Regions from separate parts of the Ovis aries genome. Here region 2 is linked to region 1. The links are chromatin contacts, called in public Hi-C maps. All regions are on one chromosome and are shown on one strand. Each heading gives the region's core, a stretch centred on a gene start, on an enhancer-like site or on the middle of the called end of the contact. The rest is flanking DNA. Distances are from core to core; before and after follow the strand shown. Region 1 has its middle 71 kb from the start of GAPVD1. Region 2 overlaps GOLGA1 (golgin A1).

The links. A called contact is a pair of places that touch in the nucleus more often than the background predicts.
Region 2: a contact with region 1 is called in a Hi-C map of liver, with 5 times the contacts expected there. The contact joins two enhancer-like sites. A contact is called at or near these places in 7 of 16 Hi-C or Micro-C datasets (blood, hypothalamus, liver and 2 more).

What each region holds. Positions count from the first base shown.
Region 1 is chr3:10,691,291-10,699,006 of ARS-UI_Ramb_v3.0, forward strand. No RefSeq gene overlaps it. Among named protein-coding and RNA genes, the nearest start is that of GAPVD1, 71 kb to the right of the region's middle. Within about 2 kb of position 3,466, at least 11 of the 54 cell types and tissues checked have an H3K27ac peak or open chromatin away from gene starts, as enhancers often do. A contact at or near this core is called in liver, where this site is marked.
Region 2 is chr3:11,006,407-11,014,122 of ARS-UI_Ramb_v3.0, forward strand. It overlaps GOLGA1 (golgin A1), which reads left to right. Exons shown (of 21, transcript XM_060411809.1): 12 at 128-223; 13 at 2,773-2,868; 14 at 4,383-4,478. LOC121818999 (a long non-coding RNA gene) reads right to left here. Exons shown (of 2, transcript XR_006059084.2): 2 at 5,181-6,225. Among named protein-coding and RNA genes, the nearest start is that of ARPC5L, 22 kb to the right of the region's middle. Within about 2 kb of position 3,710, at least 14 of the 54 cell types and tissues checked have an H3K27ac peak or open chromatin away from gene starts, as enhancers often do. A contact at or near this core is called in liver, where this site is marked.

The sequences.
Region 1 (7,716 bases), core at 2,216-4,715:
TGACTGGTGCCTAGAAGAGCCACTGAACACCCATCCCAACAGCCAGAGGATCACGAACCCATTACACAGATGAAGAAACTGAGTCATTGGTGCTGGTGCTGGCCCTTGCTCAGAGTCACAAGCAGTCTGTGAGTGCATAACTGCTGAAGAAGGATGACAAGACCCCACTTGAGGGTAGAAATGGCCTCCAGAGAACAGGTCCGTCTGAGCTAGGAAAAAAAGGCGGATGGATATTAGGCAACATTTCTGGAGTCTTGCAGCTGTGTTCCGTTTAATCACAGACTGCAAATTGAATGAAGTGAAGACAGTGTTGCCTCTTTGAATTTCCCCCAGGCCCTGTTTAATGAATAAATAGGCATGATTTGTAATTAGCTGATCCGTTGTGCCAATGCTGCGAGAACACCTGAAGCGAGTTAAACATGCCCCCTGCAATCTGGTCGACAATATTAATACGCCCAGCAAACCCTCCTTCCTGGTCCACGGTGCATGTCACCCAATGATCATACACATTGCTTTGAAGTGGACGTATTGAGGGGGAAAAAGGGGGGGGGAGATTTTTTTCAGCCTGGAAAGATGAAGACACAGGGTCCTCATGAGCCCTGCCTCCCCGCGTGGAATTTTGGAAGCTACAAGTTCAATTTGTTGCCATCAGCAAGTGCTAGGCAACCCACAAAGTCATCTCACCTCCGCACCCTCAACCAGCCTTTCAGAACCCCACGGCTACTCTCAGGAAACCCTTCTGGGCAGGACCGCACCCTGGTCGAGGGTTCCACGGCTCGGCCGGGATCCTCAGCCGTGCGGGCTGCGTTTCTTTGTGCAAGCTGGCGTCTGTTTGCAGGGGCCGTCTGATACCCACCCGCAGCCGCTGAGTCCACAGATTCCTGCCAAACTAACGGGCGTCCTGTATCATTTATCCTCTAATTGGGGCTGCTTATCACTTGTTTTGCCTGCTTTCCATGCTAACCATGCGGCTGGTGCTGAAATTCCGAATCCTAACATTTCCCTGCGCGGAGCTGGTGGGAGGGCCCCGGCCCAGGTAGCGTCTTGATTGCCACATTTTCCAGCAAAGGGGTTTCCATTCATCTTCATCATGGGTTCAATCTGTGCGCCGAGAGGAGGCGGCTGCCCCTGTGGGTCCTCTCCACCCAGTCACCTGGAGGCTCGCTCTCATCTGTTCCTCCGCGTTCACAGGCGCATTTATATTCCGCCCGCCCTGCTGCTTTCTCGGGGCCTGCGAGGGATCTCCCGCCACGAAGCCCTCTCCCTCTGGGCCCCGCGTGGGAGTCCAGGTGCCAGCCTATTGCAACCAAGGAGGAAGAGAAGGTCACCCCTTCCTCTGAACGAAGTGAATCAGGAGGCAGAGACTGACTATCCTTGCCTCGACCATGAACCCTAGGAAGTGGACCTGGGCCTCATGGGGATGGGTGCGAAAGTGGGCATTTCCCTGCTCCCCAGACTGCCCACCGGGTACCAGATCCGTGCTGGGCCCTGAGGATGCCACGAGCATCCAGCCCTGCCCCCAAGGGGCTCACTCGCCCAAGGAGAACTGCACACCAGGAGCAGGACAATAATGCACCGTGAGCGGCCCCGTCCTCTACAGTTCACAAAGCTCTTGCCACTCCTGCTTGACATGATTCTCCCACAATCCTATGGGGCTGATATGTTGCAGAGAAGCAGATAGGGTCCCCAATAGCTAAAACTAAGGACTCAGGGGATGTCCCTGGTGGTCCAGTGGCTAAGACTCCACACTCCCAATGCAGGGGACCCAGGTTCCATCCCTAGTTAGGGAACTAAATCCTGCATGGGCATGCATGTTATAGTCGTGTCCAAGTTTGCCACCCCACAGACTGTAGCCCACCAGGCTCCTCTGTCCATGTCCATGGGATTTTCAGGCAAGAATACTGGAGTGGGTTGCCATTTTCTCCTCCAGGGAATCTTCCTAACCCAGAATCAAACCCACGTCTCCTACATTGGCATGGTGCTCAGTCGGGGGGATTCTTTACCTCTGAGCCACCTGGGAATCCCAGATCTCACCTGCGGCAACTGGGAAAGATCTCTCATGCCTCAACTAAAGATCCCCATGCCACAACGAAGAAGGAAGATCTCACATGCCCCAACTAAGAACCAGCACAGCCAAATAAATAAAAATAAATATATTTTTAAAATATTAATATATTTTTTTAAAAATAAGGGTTTGTGAATCCTCCAGACCTGGATCAGATCCTGGCTCTGCCAGTGATTTTCTGGGTGGCTTTAGGTGAGCCACTTCACCTCTCCGAGCCTTAGATTCCTCATCTGTAACATGGGGCTCATAATGCTACCCGGCTCACAGGTGAGGGTTCTGTGAGATTCTGTAAAGCACACAGCTCTGTGCTCAGCACCAAAAAATGAACCCAAGGCATTCCTGTGGCCAATAATACTTCCACCCTTGGCAGCACCTCCCCGGACCGTGGGGTACACGACACCGCAGCTCTCAGCCCTGTGTCCGGCAGCATGCTGCAGCCTGACAAAGCTGGGCTCCAGTGCTGCTGTGGTTACTCGGGGATGCTGCCTCATCTGCAAAATGGGAATAATAACCTGCCCATTGTGTGCTAGTCACTCAGTTGGGTCCAACTCTTTGCGACCCCATGAGGCTCCTTTGTCCATGGAATTCTCCAGGCAAGCATTCTGGAGTGGGTTGCCATTCCCTTCTCTGGGGAATCTTCCTGAGCCAGGGATCACCTGCATTGCAGGCAGATTCTTTACTGTCTGAGCCACCAGGGAAGCCCTGGTCACTAGCTTGCTATATAATGCTAATTTGCCCCAATAAGGGGTGGGCCAAGAGGAACCCAGTATATTCGTGTGTCTAGCTCAGGGGACACAAGTGAGTTTGGGGGTCTGCCTGGAGCTGTCCTAGAAAAGAGTTCAGTGAAAGGGTGGATGCGAGGGGGCTGGTTGGAGCTTCTGAGTCTGAGAGCCTGTGGCCTCCTCCAGAGGAGTCTGAGGGGGGCCTTCGTTCCGCAGCCTTTGCCGCCTCGGGTCTGTACCCATCCTTGGCCACAAGATGTCGCCCAAGCAACAGCAAAGCAGGGGCCTGGGCGAAACCGGCCAGTCCAGAGTCAAGTCGGCGAACAGCGAGGTCCCGCCGCAGCCCTCTCCCACCGCCCCGCAGCTCTTGGACGCCTCGGGGGAGGAGCCCCTGCTGCCCTGGGTTCAAATCTCAGGATTTCCTACCCGACACGATACTGCTGCCCCCAGAGGACACCGGTTTGTAGACCCCACCTAAAGTAATAAATAAATAGAGATAATAATTACTCCTACTCCTTCACGGTGTAGGATTAACCCGTGCCTGCGGAACAAGGAGGGCGGGGAGGCGGTGCAAACAGAAGACCGCGTGGCCCGAATCGAGGCTGCAGCCGGGCGGCGCTCCGCAGGGCCCCGGAGACCCTCCATCCCCGCCCGTGCCTCACGAGGGTGCGGCGCAGACACCGGACAGGCGACAGTGTGGCAGGTCTTCGGACCCCGGGGCGGCCCCAGACGGTCCAGCAGGGCCCACACCAACTCTTCGTGGCAGCCACCTGGCACCGGGATCTGGACCGCCAAGTGAGGGAGGAAGGGTGAGACCCCCGGGCTCGGGTGTCCGGAGGCAGCTTGGGCCCCGAGCGCAGCCCGGGGCGCTGGAAGAGCCGTCGAGGGCCAGCTGGAGCTGGAGAACCGTAGGCGTCGTGGACGGCCAGCCTGACCTCCCAAACTACCCCCCAGCCGCCCGGCCGCCCGCCCTGGACTTGGCGCGGCTGTGCCGGCACTTCGCTGGGTGGGGGACTCCTTATCCGACCCTCCATCAGCTCGAAGGACCACCTCGGTGAACCGGCCTCTTCCGCTGGGGATGCGCGGTCCCAGCAGGGTGACCCGTGGGCGGGCCCAGACACAGGCGCGCGCAGCGGGACAGGGCTGCCGGGAGCCTGAGCTCACCTCCGTCTCCCAGGTAGAGGTCCGGGGCTTGGGGCGCAGTGTCTTCCCGAGGACGAGCAGAGCTTTCGGCCCCGGACCACGTGAAGGGAGGGGAGTGAGAGCCCCTGTCCCTGCAAAGACTGAATCTGGGAGGAAAAAAGAGTGGAATCCCCGCACCCAGGGGCTACTGTCTGACTTCCTACCCTCCTCCCCGGCCCCCGACACTTGGGGACAGCTGCCAGCTGGGGATCGGACAGTCCCTAAGGAGAGCTCAGGTTCCAGAGAGATCACTACTTTGCAGAGAAGTGTAGGGGGATGAGCCGCCTAGGAGAGGGAGGGAAGGGTATGGACATCTGGGGAGTCGCCCGCCCAGAAGAGCTGGAGAGCCTGCTTAGGGAGAGCACTGAAACCAGAGGGCGCTGCAAAGGCGGAGGCTTAGGGGCAGATGTTGACTGGGAGAAAGTGCACAATCTGAGGGTTGTGAGTTGTTTTATTTGGGGTCAAATGAGGACTATAGCTTGAGAGATAGCATTTCAGATGGCTCTGAGAAACTGCTCCAAAGAGGGTGGGATGGAGGAGGGCAGTATGTATAATTTTATGCAGGGCGAGTACATGCAATCAGGCACATATTTTTTGCACAGCGTTTCTGCTAGCCGCAAGGAGCGGAGGTCACCGTGAAGGAGAGGAGACGCAAGAACTGGGCTCATAAAATCAGACCCGTTCTGCCAGTTTTTCACAGAGCTCAGAGGGCCTCATTCCTCCTGATCTCCACCCTGAACTCCCTTCAGGGGGGTGTTGAAGGTCAGCAGCTGCGGTGGTTCATAATCATCCTCGCAGAGGTAGAGGGCCAGTGCCAATTTGTGGGTGATGCAGGTAAAGCACGATTTACTTTGAGGGGCAGGAGTGGAGCTGGAGGGGAAGAAGGGACAGAGGCATAAGGATGAAAATGCAGGTTGGAAGCAAAATAGAAAAGATTCTGGACAGAAGAGAAATCTGATCAGACTTGACTGACTCTAGGAGAAAGGGGGGATGGGAGGCGTTGGAAATCCATCAGTTGTGATCATGGAGGTGAAAAAAAAAAAAGCACATTAGAGCTGTTTCCTCAAGAGACTCTTCAGGGGGTGTGAGTGATCCAGGGATTGGGACAGTGAGGAATAGAAGAGGTGGGTGGACTAGACCACTAAAGACTGAAATAGCCAAATCCAGAAAAGAAGGGACAACTAAAGTCACTCGCCATCTGCTTTTAGGAGGGTTAGGTCATAGCCACTGCAGCTGCTGACCTTCAACACCCCCTGAAAGGAGTTGAGGGTGGAGATCAGGAATGAGGCACTGCTTCGTCTGGAAAAACTGGCAGAGAGATATTTTCAGGAGAAAATTTCATAAACCCAATTTCTTGCATCTTCTCACATCTAGGAAAATCACTAAGATCATTCATGGGGCGCCTTCTCATGACCAGCAGCAACCTTTTAGCGAGACACGCGCTTCACTGTGTGCACTGCCTTCACCAAAATCACATATGTATCAGCCTTCCCCTTCTTCCAGAGCAGGTCCTCAAGGCTGTTTGAGAGCCATCTCCTCAGTAAGTCCCCAAATAAAACTGGACTCACAGCTGTTACACTGTGCTTTTTTTTTCCCCCCAGTTGACAGTATAAAGGGAAGTTTCAGAAGTTGTGTCACTATTATTCATGACTAAGTGCACAAGGGAAGCCTTTAGTTAAAAACAGGTGGAGCGGTTTTTGTGTTCATAGGTCGTTAGACTGTTCCTGGGATGTCACGACACAGAACCAACACTGCCCCTTGGCTCTGCTGGCTGATGTCAGAGAAGAGTGCTTCTCTAGGATTACCCGGCCTGTACCTGGTCACCCACAGTACATCAGTCCTGGTTCAAGTTCATTAAACCAGATTAGAAAGACGCTGGGTGCCTAAACTGATGTGCACGAGCTGGAGTCTCAAGTCCCTTCTTGAGTCAGCTCAGTGGGCAGCCTCTTCCATCAGGGTTTCCAAACACCTATGGTCCATGCTGGCAACCTCCACAGTGCCACTGCCCTCTACTACATCCCTCCTTAAATGCTGGCACAGGAGAACTATTTCAAGACCATATACACACACACACATATGTATATACACACATGCCTGCCTGCCTGCTGAGTTGCTTCATTCACATCCGACTTTGCGACCCCATGGACTCTAGTCCACTGGTCTCCTCCTCTGTCCATGGGATTCTCCAGGCAAGAATACAGGAGTGGGTTGCCATACCCTCCTCCAGGGGATCTTCCTGACCCAAGGATCAAAGCCTCACCTTCTGTGACGCAGGAGCCGGTCCTTTACCACTGAGTCACTGGGGAAGCCCCATATACACATACATATATGCACATATATACATATTTGTATATCCATGTATAAAGTCCGTGTATACATATATATTCACCAAGACTGGATGTCCAGGACCACTGAGGTAGTAGAGCCCAACTCAGGAAAAACCCTTCAAAGAGGTTTTCATTGGCCTTAGAATTGATTAGTGGCAGATGTAAAACAAGAACCATTTTCAGGCTCCTGGACCTGACATTACAACCACATACCACTTGAAACCAGTGGCTTTCCGGGAAGTAGCAAGAATGATCTAGATGATCCCATTGGTGTGGCCCGGCTTTGCGGTGGAGGAGGTGTTTTGGGGCATCACTGTGACACTGTGCTGGTGGGATGGCCTTAGCACCTCCCCTTCTGTCACTTGTGACTTTCTTATGCGCCTGCCTCTCTCTGTCTCCCCTAACCCCACCAGGCTGGCTCACTCCCAGACTGCTACCCCTAAGCTGCTGCAGAAAGAAAGTCGCTCAGTCACATCCAACTCTGTGACCCCATGGGCTATACGGTCCATAGAATTCTCCAGGCCAGAATACTGAAGTAGGTAGCCTTTCCCTTCTCCAGGGGATCTTTCCAACCCAGGGACCGAACTTGGGTCTCCTGCATTGCAGGCAGATTCTTTACCAACTGAGCCATCAGGGAAGCGCCAGCTGCAGCAGACACAGCCTCAACTGTCGCCATCACAGCCACAGGAGAAGGAAAAGAACGCTGTTACTGATCAAAAAGTGAGTGAGAGAGGAAGGGGCTGGAACTCACGTATCGACTCAGAGGATCAGAAACAGGAGGGGAAGTGACTGCTAACAGGTTCTCTCACTTTCAGCAGAGGGCAGGCCGGGGAAAAATTCCAGCTGGGGGAGAAAAATCCAGTTGGAAGCTGGGGCTGCTGGAAACAACGCTGTTACTTAACACAGGACAGCGAAGGCAACAGAAACCAAACAGCCATTTAAAAAGCTAAAACAATGAGGAAGATTAGATGATGTTTTCACATAGAAATCCAAACACTGTGATTATCAAATGTTTAGCAATTTGAGGTTTGGGAAAAAAAGTTTTTATATAACCAGAAGATTATCAAAAGAGAAAACATTTGGATTTAAGCAAAATTTTAAGAAAAGAAAAAAACTATCCTTAAAGGATATCAGATTGGCTACTATGTCCTTTATCCTTCTTCATTTTTGGCAGTGCTATGCAGCATGAAAGATCTTAGTTCCTTTATCAGGGACTGGACCTTTGCCCCCAGCAGTGTAAGCACAGAATCTTAACCACTGGACCACCAGGAAGTCCCTGCCAGGCCCTGTATTCTTTAAAAGGGGCTCCACCCACCTTGGGGATGTGGAGCCAAAACTTGAGAAATTGAACACCTTTCACAGATCCCACATTTTTTAGTTAGCATCAGAGTGAGAAGGGGAGTTTGCTAGGCATACAGAT
Region 2 (7,716 bases), core at 2,460-4,959, 320 kb after region 1:
TTTGAAGTTTTTTGTGCATATTCATGTCCTTCATGCCTTGCACAAATAATAATGTGTTGTAGATATCAGTAAATGTATATGCAATGGAGAAATGACTGTTTCCTTTTTCTCTTCTTTCAACTTACAGAAAACACTTGCTGAGCAGAATTTGGAGGATACCAGACAGCAGCTCTTGGCAGCCAGAAGCAGCCAGGCCAAGACCATCAACAACCTGGAGACTCGGGTACTGACCTCACTCCTGTGTCTGGGTGGCTCCCTGGTGCCCTTAGATGACATGGCTGTGACTGAGAATTCCCCTGCGTCAGAGATTTTCTTCCAAAGGGTTTCTCTTTGGGGTTTTACTTGTAGAGAACTGAGGTAGTCGTCTTCTCCATTCTTGCCACATTAGCATCGTTCTTCCACAGACGATTGTTCTCTTCTCTGTTTCTTCCCTTTTATCTTCTTTCCCCTTCCTCCCATAGGAAACCATTCTAGTGTGGTAAATAGAGACCCTTTTATTGCTGGATAACCTTAAAACAGCTAACATTGTTTTATGTGTGTGTTAATTTAGGTAAATGATACTGCTGTACATGAATTTTCCTCGTTACTTTGCACTGCTCCATCTTCTATATCCACTTCATTGTTCTCACCTCCTGCTAGATATCCAGACTGCCACCTTCTTTCTGTCACTGCAGATTACCCTGCAGTGAACATCCTCATTTCTGTTGCCTTAAGAAGGATAGTGAGTGTGTGTGACTTAACGTGACTCGGTAGGACAGGAATGCTCCCAGAGGGCTGCCCAGGATGCGAGAGAGTTCCTATCGATGCATCTCTGTCTTTTCCAGCACTGGCATTTCTCAGCCTTTTCGTTTTCTTGCCAGTTTCACAAGTGTGAAGTGGTAGAAGTAGCAGGGGATCTCCGTGAGGCCTCGTATAAGAACACTAATCGTGTTCATGAGGGCTCCACTCTCATGACCCAAGTACCTCCCAGGCACCTCACATGCTAACACCATCTCGTCAGATGTTAAGACTTCAACATAGGAATTGGGGGGCACAAATATTCAGGCCATAGCAAATGCTTAACTCATTTTTAAAGTCTTTCTTGTTTCTTGGTCAGTATTAATATATGTAAAGCTATATTTTTTCCTAACTACAGCTTTGTTAGCTTTATTGTAATTCAGCTCTATTTCTCAATCATCTTTTTTATTACGGTAAAATACACATAAATGTAAAATTTACCATTTCAGCCATTTCTAGGTGTACAGTGGCATTAAGTACATTTATGTTTTGCATACCATCACCACCATCCATTCGTAGAACTTTTTCATCTTCTCAAACTATGACTGTGTGCCAATTAAAACAGTAACTCCCGGTTCTCTCCTCTGTCCAGCTCCTGGCGCCCACCATTCTACCTTCTGTTTTCATGAATGTGATGACTCTAGGCACCTCAAAAACTGGGATCATACAGTTTTTGTCTTTTTGGGTCTGGCTTACTGCACTTAGCGTAATGTCTTCAAAGTTCATTCATGTTATAGCATATGTCAGAATTTCATTACTTTTTAAGACTGAACAAGCCTTTTTCAGACCTTAATTCCATTCTAGATATAGCATGTTATTTATCCATTCATTTGCCCATAGATGTTTCGGTTGTTTCCTCCTTGTGGCTATTGTGAATACTGTTGCAGTGAGTGTTAGTGTATGAACAAGGTTTTTGTGTGGGCTTGCTCTCATTTCTCTTGGGCATATTCCTAGGAGTAGAGTTGCTGGGTCATATGATAACTCCATGCATAGCTTTTTGAGGATCTGAATCTTTCTTGAGTTCTGCCTGCAAACTGGAACTTGCATAGATATTTACTAAATCCAGGAGTTTAAAAAGGCAAGTTTCAGTCCTGGCTCTGCACTGATAAAATTTGTGATCATGAGCAAATGACATAACTGTTTTCCTCTGTGGAAGGCTCACACTGTTCTTGTGGGGTTGTTTCCATGAAAACTTACTTCTGAACATATATGAGGAACCATGAGGCCTAAAAACATTCTTTTCTCATTTGGTACCTCCCTCTCCTTGACAAAGCTGCAACCTTCTATGTGCTTGTATTTTAATAATAAAGTTCCCCTAGGGAAGACCTGACTCAGCAAAATCTTTGTAGGAGAAATTGGCAAAGTCCGCTTGAGTCAGACAGAAAGATCGTGCTGGAGGCCGAGTCTCGCTCAGCACTGGGTGCTGTGTCGTCCTGTACCCCCTGCGGGCCTCGTGTCCTGGGGCAGTGCCAGAGACACAGTCAGACTTGGTCGGCATGTGTGGAGCAAGGGAGACCTAAGTTTGTCTCACGGGCAATAATCCCACTTCTGGAAATGTATCCTAAGCAAGTGATTCAAACCAGATCAACAATATTTACATGAAGATGTCAACTGCTGCCTCATTCTATCTGCAGAACGGAAAACAGCTGAGTTACCTGGACAGTAGACAGCAGTTCAGGAAATTATACAACATCCTTGGAGGAAATAATCTAAGATTTGAAGACTACATGGAAACATAGAAGGAAATTTGAGCACGGAGGAAAAATACACAGTTTTACTAGAATGGTATACAGAGTTGTAAAAAAAAAGTGAAAAAAATGAAACTGTGTTAGAATGATAGTGCTTTATAATGGTTGCCTTATGAGCATCTTTTTTTCTAATTAAAATTTTTTCTTTAGTGTACCTGCTTTATGATTTAAATAAATTTTATTTTAAAAGCCATTTGTTACTACTCAGCTTGTTTTGAACAAAAGGATACTTCTCTTTCCTTCTTAGGTGAAAGAACTAGAGCAGAGCCTGCAGGCCTCTGAGGAGAAGCTGAAGCAGAGCAGTGACGTGGTGGCAGCTCAGGAAGCTCAAATTCAAGAGCTTGTAAGTGGTGATCATGCTCTGCTGTGTTCTAGGCCCCTGATTCTTTCCTTTGTGCCCTTGAAGTCCCCAGACTCATTCCCAGCTCCTGGAATGGCATCTGGACCTTAGATACAGTTGTGGGCAGACAGGCAGTTGCAGAGAGAGGGAGTCAGGACCTGCTGGAGGGTCTGAGTTTCCGGGAGAGGTGGTGACTGGCTAGTTCCCACCTAACAGCTGGCTGCAGGGCCCGGCCTAATTCTGGAACTGTTAAGTATTGTGTGACCACTGGTGGTCAAACCTCATCTTGCAGCTGGGGGCTATGGAGAACAGCTCCAGGCCCTGGGGAGAAGACAGCAAGGGCTCAGCCCATAGTCACAGCCCCAGGTCGGGTGTGGAGCTAGAAACTAGAGAAGTGAAGACATTGGTTGCCTCTTTCTCACATGTGTTTCCATTTAGTCCTGGCAGCAGACCTCAGAGCCGTGCACTGCTGTCCTCATTCACTAGAGGAAGCAGGCTCAGGAAGATGACCAGGCCACCAGCCCAGGGTCTCCCCACTAGGAAATGGCTGAACCCGCACCCTCCGGAGGTCACAGCCCCTGCTCTTCATCCCTGTGTTGTGTGCCTCCCCAGGGAAGCGCCTCAGCCACAGAGGGCAGCACTGAGTAGAGTGAAGGAGGGCTGTGTCTTAGGACTGGTGCCTAGAGCTGTCCCCTAGCCCCAGCTCGTGAGCAGGCCAGGGGACCTCAGCAGCACCCATGCTGGAGAAGGTCAGAAAGGAGAGTTGTTTCTATGGGACACTCATCTTTGGAAGACAGGGTAGGGCCCGTGTCACCAGGAGTAGCTGTCCTCTGCTGCCCCCTCAGGCCGCCGCGAACACAGAGAGCAGCCGCGCCCAGCAGCGGGCCCTCGCGCTGGAGCAGCAGCGCACGGAGCAGATCCACGCGCTGGAGGCCCAGCTCGCAGGCCTGGGGAGAGCGCGAGTGGCCGACCTGACAGCCGCAGAGCGGGAGCTGGTGAGCGAGGGAAGGAAAGGGGCTGGGAGCACCCCGCTCACACGCAGCCAGGCCATTTGACAGGAAGAAGACCAGCCTGCCTCTGAACTCGGGCACCACTTTTTAGAGGAGTTTTTCTATTTTAACAGCACACCTGCTCATGAGACTAGTTGTAAAAAGACTGCTTTTTACGAAAACCCCAAGCAGATGGTTTTTCTTGAGCTGCATGTCGACTTCCTGACCAGTCCCATCAGCTGCTTTCCTGTCTTCCTAAAATGTGTACTGCCCATCCCTAATGGCTTCCGCCTTTCCCTGGCCTCCCTCCTTGTTCCATAGGCTTCAGAATCGAGTGCCTTAGTTCTTGTGAGGAGAGTGTCAGGTGACTCTCCCTTTCTGATCCCAAACCCTATCCTCCTGTCCCACCCCTGCAGTGGCAACAAAAGGGAAAGGGGCAGTTTTAAAGGTTACATGTCAAAGAGGCCTACACCCAGGGGAAATAGCGTAAAGACCTTTTCTTTTATGCATACTTTCCTCAATTTGCAGAGAAAGCTGGAGCAAGAAAATGCAGCCCTTAAAGAAAGTAAGAATGAATGTGAGTGCTCTTTACAGCATCACCAGCTTGAGCTAAAGAAGCTGAAGGTATTTATCTAATTGTGTCACTTTCATGTCATGTCTGATTTCAGCAGTGCTGGGCCTCTGTTGCTGCATGCAGGCAGTGAGTGATGGCTACTTGTCATTGCGGTGCAAGAGTCTCTCATTGCAATGAGCTCTCCTGCTGCAGAGCGCAGGTTCTAGGTGTGCACGCTCAGTAGTTGCAGCACATGGGTTCAGCCACCGTGCTGCGTGTGGAATCTTCCCAGACCAGGGATCAAACCCGCATCCCCTGCATTAGCAGGCAGATTCTTAACCCCTGGCCCATGAGGGAAGTCCAGGTGCCATGTCTTTATGTGTGCATGTGGAGTAGCCAAGGGAAAGTTCTATACTGTGAGTAGAGAAGGAGTGGAACTAGCGTTTGTGGATGATAGGGGGTTGTCAAGGGGGCAACTGGAAGTTTTAAGCCGAGGGAACATGTGAGAAGTTTTAACAGGATTACTCTGGCTCTGTATGAAGAATGCTCTGTAAAGGAGGCAAGTACAGAAGCAGGAAGACCTTTGAGGAGGCTTGTATATCGCTGTGCTTGCTCTGTTTAAGAATATAAAGGCAAAAGTGAACATTTTAGCAGGGATTCAGAAATTATTATAAAAGACAGTAGTTTTGAAAAGGAATCAAATAATTTCAAAACTGAAAAGTGCAATAGCTGAAAGTAAAAATGCAGTAGATTTCCAAAGGACCTGAGGAAACTTTCTGGAGGAATAGATATTTTCACTGTTTATTTTGGTATTGGTTTCATCTTAATTCATCAGTTGTACACTTTGAATATGTGCAGTTTATTATTGTCAATTATACTTAAGTAAAGCTCCTAAAAAACAAATAATGAGCTTAACAGCAGAGTGGAACTAAAGAGATAAGTAATGGGAGAAAGGGCAGAATGAAATGCAGGGAAAAAATGATAAAAGACAGGATACTGTGAGATGTTTTATTATGTGTCAGTGGAAGCTCAGAGGCAATGAAAAAAACTGAGAAGCATTAAAGAGATGATGGGTGAGAATTTTTCAGACTGATGAAAGCTGTCGAGTCACAGGGACAGGTAGAAGAGTTGTTACGGATCCAAACAGCACAAGTTTTCAAATCCATACCCAGACACCGCATTGTAGTAGCACAAAAAGAAAAGCAACAAAACACAAAGAATTAGTTGATAACAGACTTGCACTAAAGGAAGTACTGGGAGGAAAATTCTAGATGTACAGAAAAGGTAAAGAGGGAGGAACGAATGGATAGCAGGGCTTATTGCAAGTATGTGACCAGGAAGAAGATCTGACGCACAGCACATTGTTCATGGCCCAGCTAGGAGAGAAGAACCACCCCAGATATTTGAGTGAGAATTTATGTTCTAAGGTAGTTTCTTCTCCAGCGCTGAAACAGTTAAAAGATATCACAAAGGTAGCAACTGTAGGACTCAGCTTTCCAACTGTAGGACTAAGAGAAGAAAGTGAAGAAGTTGGAATTACTAAATTTAGGAATTAAGAGGAGCTCCACAGATTTGCCAGTCAGACCTCTGAAGAGGGGGCTCTGTACTGCAGTGGTGCTGGTGTGTGTGCCGGGCAGTAGGGCCATGAATGAATTCAGCTGCAGGTGTCAGAAGACTGCAGAGTGGATGCAGCTGCTGTTTCAGGAAGAACTTGCTGCCAGGGCCAAGCTGCATTGCTCACAGAAACTGCAATCTGACCAAAAGGAGCAGTCTTTTCCTCCCTCCTCCTGCATTCCAGTCTCCCTGGAGCTCCCCCTGCTGGCAGAGATGAGTATGTATCAGTATCTGAATACGGAGCCAGCTGGACCCGGAGAGAGAAACATGGTTTGTGGAATCCCAGGTTCAGCATCTAAAAGCAGAATATGAAATGTTGGGTGTGGGCTGAGGCAGTAACTGAAAAACAGCACACACAGGCTTTTTCGGAATGTGGTTAATTTTCAAATGTTTGGGTGAATTTTCTCAATGTCTTGGATTTCTGGCTTAGTATCATTATGGTCAGATAATATTCTGAATGATTTCAGTGCTTGATATTTATTTCGACTTACGTTATGACCCAACCTATAGTCTATCTTGGTAAGTAACGGAATGCACTTGAAAAAATATACATAGTCCGCTCTTGGGGAGGGCGTTCTGTAAGTGCGAGATAGGTCAAATTGGTCAACAGTATTGTTCAGATTTCTGTAGGTCTTCTGCTTTTGTTTGTTTGTTTGTTTGTCTATGGGTCTCATCACTTACTGAGAGGGGTGCTGGATCTTCAGCTATGACCGTGGATTTGTCTCTCTCTCCCTCTGTCAATCTTTGCTTCAGGTGTTTTGAAACACTATTTTTAGGTGCACACTTTTTTTTTTTGGTATTGTTTGGACCCATATTTTTCAGAGCAGTCCTCTGGGAAAGTCATTTCCAGGGACAGAGAACTGTGCGTGTGGGTGGCCTGCTGACTTGCTCAGTGGCCCTGAGCTCAGCCTCAGCTCCTGGGTCGTGTGTTTCTGTAGCACTAGCACAGACTTTAGAACCACGTAGATTCAGTTCTGGGTGCCACCCTGGCCCCTCACGAGCTGACCCTTGAGGGAATCTAGTTTCCTTTTTTCACACTGAAGGTGTTGACCCTTGACCTCAAGAGGATGATACCGTGAGGATAAAGCGTGACCGTGGATGAAAAGTGCCAGGTGCAGTTCCTGGCATGGAGGTGCTTTGAGCCTCTGCTTCCTGCCCTGACACGCTTTGCTGTTTTCTTGCTCACAGCCCGCCTCCTGTCCCTTAAGACAGCGTCAGTCATAGTGTCTCTCCTGAACTTCCCCAGAAAAGGCACCTGTAGACATAGGACGTTCTTGTCACCCGTCCCAGCACCTGGGCCTGCAGGGCCAGGATCTCATAGCTCGGCTCAGCCTGAAACCCCTTGTTCTTTCTCCTGTATCAGCAGAGCTTCTCCTATGCAGGGGATTGTCTGGGTTAGTTCAAGGTCCCATTGTCAGCCTCTTGAGTTCCAGCACCAATTTACCTTCTCTACTAGAGGTGGACTCATGGAAAGTCAATTCAGACAGCTCCCCGGTAGAAGTCAGAAGGGACAGGCCGTGAGGTTGGCATCTCCCTCCATTCACCCCCTGGCTTGTGTAATTGGAAAAGGAGATTCCACAGGTGGAGCTGAGTAGTTCACAGAACCAGAAGGACTTGTCCGACTAGAACACGGCCTCGGGTCTCCTCCTTGCTTGCCTCACCTGACTTACCCTGTCAGTCACCCAGCTTGTCCTT